3 separate regions of the Sus scrofa genome follow, and regions 1 and 3 are each linked to region 2. Evidence: chromatin contacts called from public HiChIP or PLAC-seq data. All regions are on one chromosome and are shown on one strand. Each heading gives the region's core, a stretch centred on a gene start, on an enhancer-like site or on the middle of the called end of the contact. The rest is flanking DNA. Distances are from core to core; before and after follow the strand shown.

Region 1 (2,734 bases), core at 179-2,678, 160 kb before region 2:
TGTCAAATGACTATTGTCAAAAAGACAACTAATAACAAGTTCTGGTGAGGACATGGAGAAAAGGGAATCTTTGTGTACTGTTAGTGGGAATGTAAATGGTGCAGCCACTATGGAAAATAGTATGGAGCTTCCTCAAAATATTTATTTCAAAATAAAACTACCATACAGTCCAGCAATTTCACTCCTGGATATTTATCCAAAGAAAACAAGAACACTAATCCAAATGGATGAAGGTAGTGAAAAGGTACACACTTCTAGTTACAAGATAAAGAAGCACTAGCGATGCAATATACAACATGATATGTAAAATTAACACTGTTCTATGTTATATATGAAAGTTGTGCTTTCAGTTTTGTTGTGAACCTAAAATTGCTCTAAAAAATAGTATATCAAAAAAAGTGAATGGTTATATAACTTTCTAAGGAACCAATTTGTAAGGATATCACTAACATCACTTAGGTCATAGTTGTTAGAGATATGGACATATTTAAGGAGAAAATAAAATTTTGTTTTCTAAATTTATTTTGGTAAAATTAATGCTCTGTTATAAATGTATGTTACTGAATTGCCTTTGAAGACATACAGCAGTGTTAATTATATGTATCATGTTGACGTTACATCCCTAGTGTTTGTTTACCTTATATTTGAAAGTTTGTACCTTTACACCATCTTCATCCAATTCCCCCTCTTAGTTGAAGACTATCTGATTACATGATGCAGATTACTCTCTTCCACATAGTCTACTTGGCTTCCACAAAAATAGGGCTGAATAAGTGACATTTGGGGTGTTTGAACCCATTTATATGTGTGCGTCCCTATACAATGCAATGAATAATACAAAATAACTTAATAAAGGGTTCATTTTTTTGGTACATTTCTTCTCTATTTTTTTTATAACAATTCAAATTATTATAGAATGTCACTTCATTATATAAAGCTATCAGTGTTCTTGGAAATCATGTAGTTCTTCTCAATGAGGAAACTGTTATAGGACCCAGAACTTATAAAAAATTCCTTTTTTTTTTCTCAATTCTCCACTCTGTTGTAGCATTCACTATGCCATTCCATTATAAAGTTTTGACCCTGTTTTCCATTTTCAAAGAAACTTGCTACCTGAGAGGGATAGAAGTTATGAAAAGTTAACTTGATAGAAAGAATATAACTGAGTAGGTTTCTTAAAACAAGGGCAATACTAAATTTATCAACATGAAAGAGGAATCAGGAGTCTCTTTTTGGAAATGTAAATCAACCTTTTGACCAAAACAAAAAAAAGACCCCAGACCCTTATTTTCATTTGTTAACCATCAACCAACTTCTGGGATCTTCAAGTAGAATCTTTATCTCCAGCATGACTTAATATTTGGGTAAGGCACTGGTGGAAATGTTCCACAGTCTATTTCAAAGAAAAAATTTGCATACGTGAGTCAGACATCCGCAGTATTTTGAAATATGCTGGCAAATTAAAAATTACACACACTCTGCCAATGAGTTCTCACATCATCTAAATATTGCACATAGAGCATTTGTTGAAAATATGCTCTTGAAGTTTGGAATTCTGCTTCAGCACACGATTGTATGAATATTCTATAATAATAGTATGCTATACCTCAATAAGCTTGTCAGCCATTATCTAAAGGCATTTCGAGGATTTAATTGTTCTCACTCAGGTGCTGAGATCTTTTGAAGAGTGTGAAACAAATTTAACTCACTTAAAATAACTTGTTAGAATTGCCTCAGTGTTAAATAATTACAGTATCATGTGGTGCCAGTGGAAGACAGTTGTTGGGCATCAGGGGGTTGAAGGCTGAAAGACAACTAGAGCTGTGAAACACGGTCTTCAACACTAACATTTTAACCTTGGGTTTAAAGGCAATTCAGTGTGCAAATATATATCAATGCTCTAAATTTATTTTTTTATTTTATTTTATTTTTTTTAAGAGCTGGGCTCTTAGAACAAAAGTTGGTCCACTTGATCTCTCTTGTTCGGTGTCTTTCCTGTTAACTGCAGTGTATCTAAAGGAAGTGCAGATTCTGACTCCTCCACCATAGTGTTTTAAAGTGTCAAAAATTTCCATGCTAAAGCTTTACTCTCAGAAGCTGATGTGCCAAGAGCTGTTTTCTGCAAATTGAAACCACCTCAAAGAAAATTACCTAAAGGAAAGATACTAGAACTAGAAAAAAATCAAGCAGAATGAGCCATACCTACAAAAGTGGTTATTCATATCAGCCCATTTAATGTAGCAGAAACAAGTTTTATGAATAAAAAATACTCAAATATTTAGAATTCTCCATTACACCTGTGCATTTTATTACCATATCTCATGACTGACATTGCATCCTTCGACTATAAGTCATGCTGCACTTTTACAAGTTGAATAGAAATTAAGATGTTTATTTTAGCTGGAAAAAAATCCTAAAATGAATAATATTGATATGTCTTAAATATACATATATTTTTTTAGGTAAAAAGCATAGTGTGACAAAAGTTCAGTCACTTGATATTCCAAACTCTTACAAAATACTACAGAATAAAAAGGAAATGCAAAGCTTTTTTGGAATGTGACCACAATCAGGCTATCTTGAACTTCTCAACTTCTTATTTTTCCTATTTTAAAACCTCAGCGGATCTTACTCACCCATGTATTATTGCTATAATACACACTTTCTGATCCTTCTTTCTCTTTTTCTAACATAAACAAACATACTAAATGGTCCCTCTTGCTCCCCCTGGAAT
Region 2 (2,700 bases), core at 8-2,507:
CTTGCAGAAGGTAACATTATGTATTAACCTCTTCCTCTTTCCTAATCTTTTATTACTTGATCTCTCCAGGTTATATTGCATATAGCAGCTAAGGAGTACATAAAAATTGGACCCTCCCCTGGCCATTTCTACCTTTCGGTAGGGGTCCTTACTAAAAGAGAGCTTATAGCTTACTCATAGAATATACATTAGCCAAAAGCTAATATTAAGATACAAATTTTCCGTGAGACACAAGAGAGTTTGCCAAGCAATTCCTACTCAGAATTACCACTCTACTGATCTAATTCCAAATTTAACATTTAAAAAAGAGAACTCTGTTGTAAAGTTTCTAGCAGTTAAAATAAGTTGGCAGTCTAGTTTCTTGCCCAGAAAAATTACAGATTCCAACTCAGTTTTAGGGCACAAGTGATATGTGTGTGGTTTTTTAAGTGATAAACACAAGGCTTAGTCCCTCAAAAATCATACTTTCTAGTTAGGTACAACTCCAAGGCTTTGATCACTGCCAGGAAAAACAAAAATATCCATTTGTCCTATGAAACACTTCACCCAGCAGTGCCTTGACCTATGTTCAGATTATGTTATTGCAGACATTTGCAATTAGAAGCCATGGCCAGGGAGAGGTCATTTTCCCCACAAGCACCTCTGGTTGTGCCCAAATTTCTAGGCATATGGCCAAATGCCTGTGACTATTAATTCAAATGCATCTACTGAACATCAAATGACATATAACTTGTCTTAGAGGATTAAGAAGGATGGGACTTTTATGCCATTTAGTTCTGGCCAATCATGAAAGCATCTAGGAAGGAATAGAAAGTTGCTTCCAGAGAGCTTTTGGCTTTTACATAAACTCAAGCTGTTCTTTGGTGGGAAAATGTCCCAAGCTTCAGCAGAATTCTTAATAAGGAGAGAATCCCAGATCCCAAGGTATGATTGCAAATGTTCCAAGGCAGTCTGTGGGGGGATTGGGGCAGTTGTAACACCCTTGAAGTGAAGTATCCCTGAAGTTACTGTGTCTAAAAGACCAGATGCTTTGTCTTAAGTCTACACTCTTGACATAGTCTTTCTGCTGAACGAGTTGCTATACTAGCTTCTAAAATTCTCTAGAGCAAGAACTGAGGCTTGGTTATCTTTGCAATTCTAAGGAAACCCAAAACACTCAATAAATGTTTGTTTACTTAAGCTGAAACAGTCTAGAACGATTTTACTCTGGTTGAAGGCATAAGTAAACAAGACTTAGGGCTTTAGCACCCCCTGGGGGATGCCACTGTTGACTTTCCCTCATATTTTTTCATTATTTCCAGAATATTTAGGCAGTGCCTCTTATGAGGTGCTCAGTCCTAGGAATGGAATACCTGTCCTCAAGAAGTTTACCATCTGTCAGAAAAGCTGAAATGTCCTAATTACCCAATAACTATTTAAATAGCAACAATTACCATGGCCTGTAGGAGGCCCAGAGATACAGTAGTAAACAAGGTATATTTCCTTTTAAAGGTGTTCTGAAGCTGCAGTTACAACTGAAGATGAGAAGTATTCTGCGAGGGATAAGCAAGGAATGGGAAGAAGTTTAATAGCTAAACTAAAAACCTGAAGGATGATTAGAAGCTAAATAGGTAAAGAGGGTGTATAAATAAGAGATGGGAATTCTGGTTGTGGGTTGGCTGGTTAAGGCCCTGATGGTGTCTCTGTGCACATGTGGGTCTTGATCCATGGCCTTGCTCGGTGGGTTAAGGATCTGCTTTGGCTTAAGTTGCTGTATAGGTTGCAGATGTGGCTTGGAGCCAATGTTGCCTAGGCCCCAGCTGCAGCTCAGATTCAGTCTCTGGCTGGGCAACTTCCATATGCTTCAGGTGTGAATGTAAAAAGAAAAAAAAAAAGAAAAAAGAAAAAAATTTTAAAGAAAAGAAATGGGCTCTACCTATCAGTTGACTTCATTTTGTGGATTCATATGGCCTAATATTTAGATTTATTGGTCCTTTGTTAACAAAAAGCTGTATTCTTTTTTCAAATAAATAATAAGAATATTTAAATTTACAGAGTGTTTGATACCTCTTGAATAGCTAGGAGTATTCATAGTTTACTCCTGTAATTTATTTTTGTACATATATCTACAAACTAGGTCAAGCATTTCATACAAAATTAACTGCTTATTACTGTTGTCACTAGTATCATCTTAGGGCTTAAAGACTTTTAATACTTATTAGAGTCAAAGTGAAAAAGAATTCTGACATCACTAAGTTAAATAAAGCATAGTAGAATATTAAATTACTGAAGACAAAAAATCTATAATTCTTAATCTGTAAAATATTCAAAAAACTTCATTATATTTTAGATATTCATTGAAAATGATCATCTTCACTCCATTTTAATTGAAAATCTAAAGGTTAATTAGAATTATAGACATGATTTAAATAAAAATAGTATATATATGAAATAGACATTAAAATCAACATGAACGACATCTAGGAAAATCTAAAAAATTATTTTTGAACATTTCAAAGACTTCTTTTTCTCAAGTCATTCTTTGTTAATTTCCAATTTAAATATATTAGGCATTGGAATGCCATGAAAATCTCAAATTCCCCATCACAGATTAAAGTGCCAAATTTCCATTTTTGTATGCACTTCACCCTTTCTACACTGAGACTGGGTATAAAGTGAAGTGAAAGACATTACAAATCCCTGGTTCACCTGATGGGGCCT
Region 3 (2,700 bases), core at 139-2,638, 230 kb before region 2:
TTCCTTTTATTTATTTTTTTCTAGATTTAATACTTTCCTGAGGTACATAAATGCTCTTTTTTTTTTCAAAGCTCAAGGTCAATTTAAAGACAGGTCCCCAGAGAAGTGAGCATTTGTGACTGGGTCATCTATTTTCCTGAATCTGTTACAGCTTTTGAGATAAGTGTGAGGAGGAAAAAACAGATAAGCCAAATTGGTTTTTGAGACGAGGGACACCTACGAATGGAGCACTGTTGACCATGAAGATGTAGCATAATACTCTTTATTTGGAGAAAAGATCCATTTGATCACTGTACCTTCTGTCTTGAAACCAAAATGTCTTTGTCCTGCTTTTATTAAAAATTTCATCATAATGTAAGTTATGCCCACCCTCTTCAGCCATACCACAATCCACCCAGCCCCAGCTCTGTCTATTAAATAAATTCAGTTTTGAGGTCATTATTTTCCCTAAGTTTCCCAGAATTACCCCTCCCCCTGCCCCAAACTCTTAATTTGTGTAGCAGTGCTGTTTCAGAAGGGATATTTGCTAGCAGGAGTATTGATTCTATAATGGAGTTGCAGCTCAATTGTGGTGACAAGAAGACTGATTTTTTTTCCCTTAAGGATCATTTAGATATTTAGACTCCAGAGGATAACATTTGTACATAAAATCGCCCAATTTTACCTGTGCCATATCTTTTTATTGCGTAGGCAATACACTTGCCTTAGCACTTTGCACGAAGTTCACATATTTGCACCTTTGAATTGCTTTCAAAAAGCAGGCTGTCATTGACTCTGTGAAAAAGACAAATTGCCTTCTAACAAGTGGGAAGCTGATATTCCCTGGAGACTACCAGTCTCGTCCTTTGTGACATTATTCCCATTATCATGCTGGGACTCTTACCGACTTTACCTGCTGTACAGTGTGGTGAAGGGAGCACTAATTAGGAGCCAGGAGGACTAGGACTAGATTTGATGCTCTCGTCTGCTCTTCACTAGCTGCTTAAATTGAACCCACACTTAACCTTTATGAGCTTCCTCATCCTCTGCCATTTAAGAGAAGAAGGAGGAACCATGTGATCTTATAGGTCTGTAGAAGTAAAGCAAGCTTAAAATATTTAGTTTTATTATGAATTTAGAATGGGCAGTGTAAAATGCAGCACTTTAAATCGATCTCTATGTTAAGGTACCCCTTCATGTTGACTTAAATAACTAATTTCTTTCGTCTGAGGTTTTTAACCAAACGCTGGCTCTATCAGCCTTACCCTTCCTGATGGGATACTCAGAGAACCTCGCATGGGGTGTGAATGTGGAAAATGTTGAGTTGATTTCTAAGACTCAGGCACCTTTACTCCACATGGCAGCATTTCCAATCAGGCTGATGTTCTCAGCTCTATTTCTGGCAGCAAACTGCTTGGCCACAGGGTTTGTACAACTTCTCTTTTTTTTCTCAACACAGCACTTTCTCAGTTCATGTAAACTCTGTGTTAATTATTTTGGCTGTTAGCTGAGAAAAAAGAAAAGCTCACATTTGCTAAATCAAGAATGACGAAGTGGATTCAGAAATGCTCTCTCTACAAAATAGTTTATACTTGGAGCTAATGCAGACTCTCTTTGCTTCAGTGTATTGCACACAAATATCGATAAATCATTTTTTCTTCATTAGCTTATGTCCCCTTGGTAGTATTATGCATTGGACATTCCTTCTGTCTTCCAGGAGAGCAGGATGCTATAAACCCAGGCTGACACTGTCAGCAATAGGATTTCAGCAGTTTCTAGAAGTGGGGAAACAGATAATTAATGTTAGCCTTTTCTACTAAAAATATAAATGTCAGGAGGGATGCTGTGTTTTTTTTTCCATATCCATAAAACTTTGTGCTGTAAGTGGCCTAGAGTAAGACAGGAAACACTGGTGAAATCCCCCAGTTCGAGATTCTAGTCCTTTTAGTTCCACACTGCTCCCTACACAACGTTTTCTGTGCCCTCTAAAGAAGGACTAGAGGCCAATTCTAAGATGTGAAAGCAGCTGTCAGAGGATAAGTGTCTAGGCAAAAGAGAGAATTCACTTGAGCTCTTTCCCTCTAACTACCTAAGGAATGTGTATATTTAGGTGCAAAGAAAAGAATTAAGCTGATTTTTCAGGTCCCAGTTGATAAGCATAGTTTTAACAGTCAGAACTCTCTGGATACAAGTATGAAAAAGAATTGAGTCCCACATTTAAGAAAGATGTGCTTCACAGGACAAGGAACTGGGCTGTTATCAGGACCAGGGACATTATACCTCAGTGCACCTATTTTCTTCTCTTATGTTACACACTGACTTTTGTTATTCAGTCAACCTCATGGGGAAGATAGACACTCAGTACTCAGGAAATAGCTACAGAAGAGAGGACCATTGCCCCTATCCCATGTAACAAAAGGCTGGAATGATAGGTTCCCAGGAGGATGGTGACACCGCCCCCCCCCCCCCCCCCCCGAATGTGGCTGTCCACCTTGGAGACATGCTGAGGAACTGGGGATGGCCCGGCACACCTGCTCTCAGAATGTGGATGCCTCAAGTTGAGCAGCAGGAAGCAATGGCCTGCAGAAAACAACTGCCTGCATAGATTAACCACCTGCAGGGATTAACTGCTGTCTGTCGTGGGCCTCGACACCATACCCCTCCCCCCACCTTCCTATTGTGGCTCAGTGGGTTAAGAACCTGACATAGTTTCTGTGAGGA

Evidence for each region. HiChIP or PLAC-seq counts read pairs in DNA pulled down with a chosen protein or histone mark.
Region 1: an H3K27ac HiChIP or PLAC-seq map of alveolar macrophages shows a contact between it and region 2. The contact joins two enhancer-like sites. A contact is called at or near these places in 2 of 47 Hi-C or Micro-C datasets (alveolar macrophages and embryonic fibroblasts) and 1 of 2 datasets of contacts at active chromatin or transcription factors (alveolar macrophages).
Region 3: an H3K27ac HiChIP or PLAC-seq map of alveolar macrophages shows a contact between it and region 2. The contact joins two enhancer-like sites. A contact is called at or near these places in 3 of 47 Hi-C or Micro-C datasets (alveolar macrophages, blood and fibroblasts) and 1 of 2 datasets of contacts at active chromatin or transcription factors (alveolar macrophages).

The regions. Positions count from the first base shown.
Region 1 is chr13:179,463,628-179,466,361 of Sscrofa11.1, forward strand. All of the region lies in intron 1 of SAMSN1 (SAM domain-containing protein SAMSN-1), which reads right to left. The region is part of intron 3 of LOC102161811 (a long non-coding RNA gene); the gene reads left to right. Among named protein-coding and RNA genes, the nearest start is that of SAMSN1, 44 kb to the right of the region's middle. Within about 2 kb of position 1,429, at least 6 of the 83 cell types and tissues checked have an H3K27ac peak or open chromatin away from gene starts, as enhancers often do. A contact at or near this core is called in alveolar macrophages, where this site is marked.
Region 2 is chr13:179,619,629-179,622,328 of Sscrofa11.1, forward strand. No RefSeq gene overlaps it. Among named protein-coding and RNA genes, the nearest start is that of SAMSN1, 110 kb to the left of the region's middle. Within about 2 kb of position 1,258, at least 5 of the 83 cell types and tissues checked have an H3K27ac peak or open chromatin away from gene starts, as enhancers often do. A contact at or near this core is called in alveolar macrophages, where this site is marked.
Region 3 is chr13:179,391,038-179,393,737 of Sscrofa11.1, forward strand. All of the region lies in intron 1 of LOC102161811 (a long non-coding RNA gene), which reads left to right. Among named protein-coding and RNA genes, the nearest start is that of HSPA13, 71 kb to the left of the region's middle. Within about 2 kb of position 1,389, at least 16 of the 83 cell types and tissues checked have an H3K27ac peak or open chromatin away from gene starts, as enhancers often do. A contact at or near this core is called in alveolar macrophages, where this site is marked.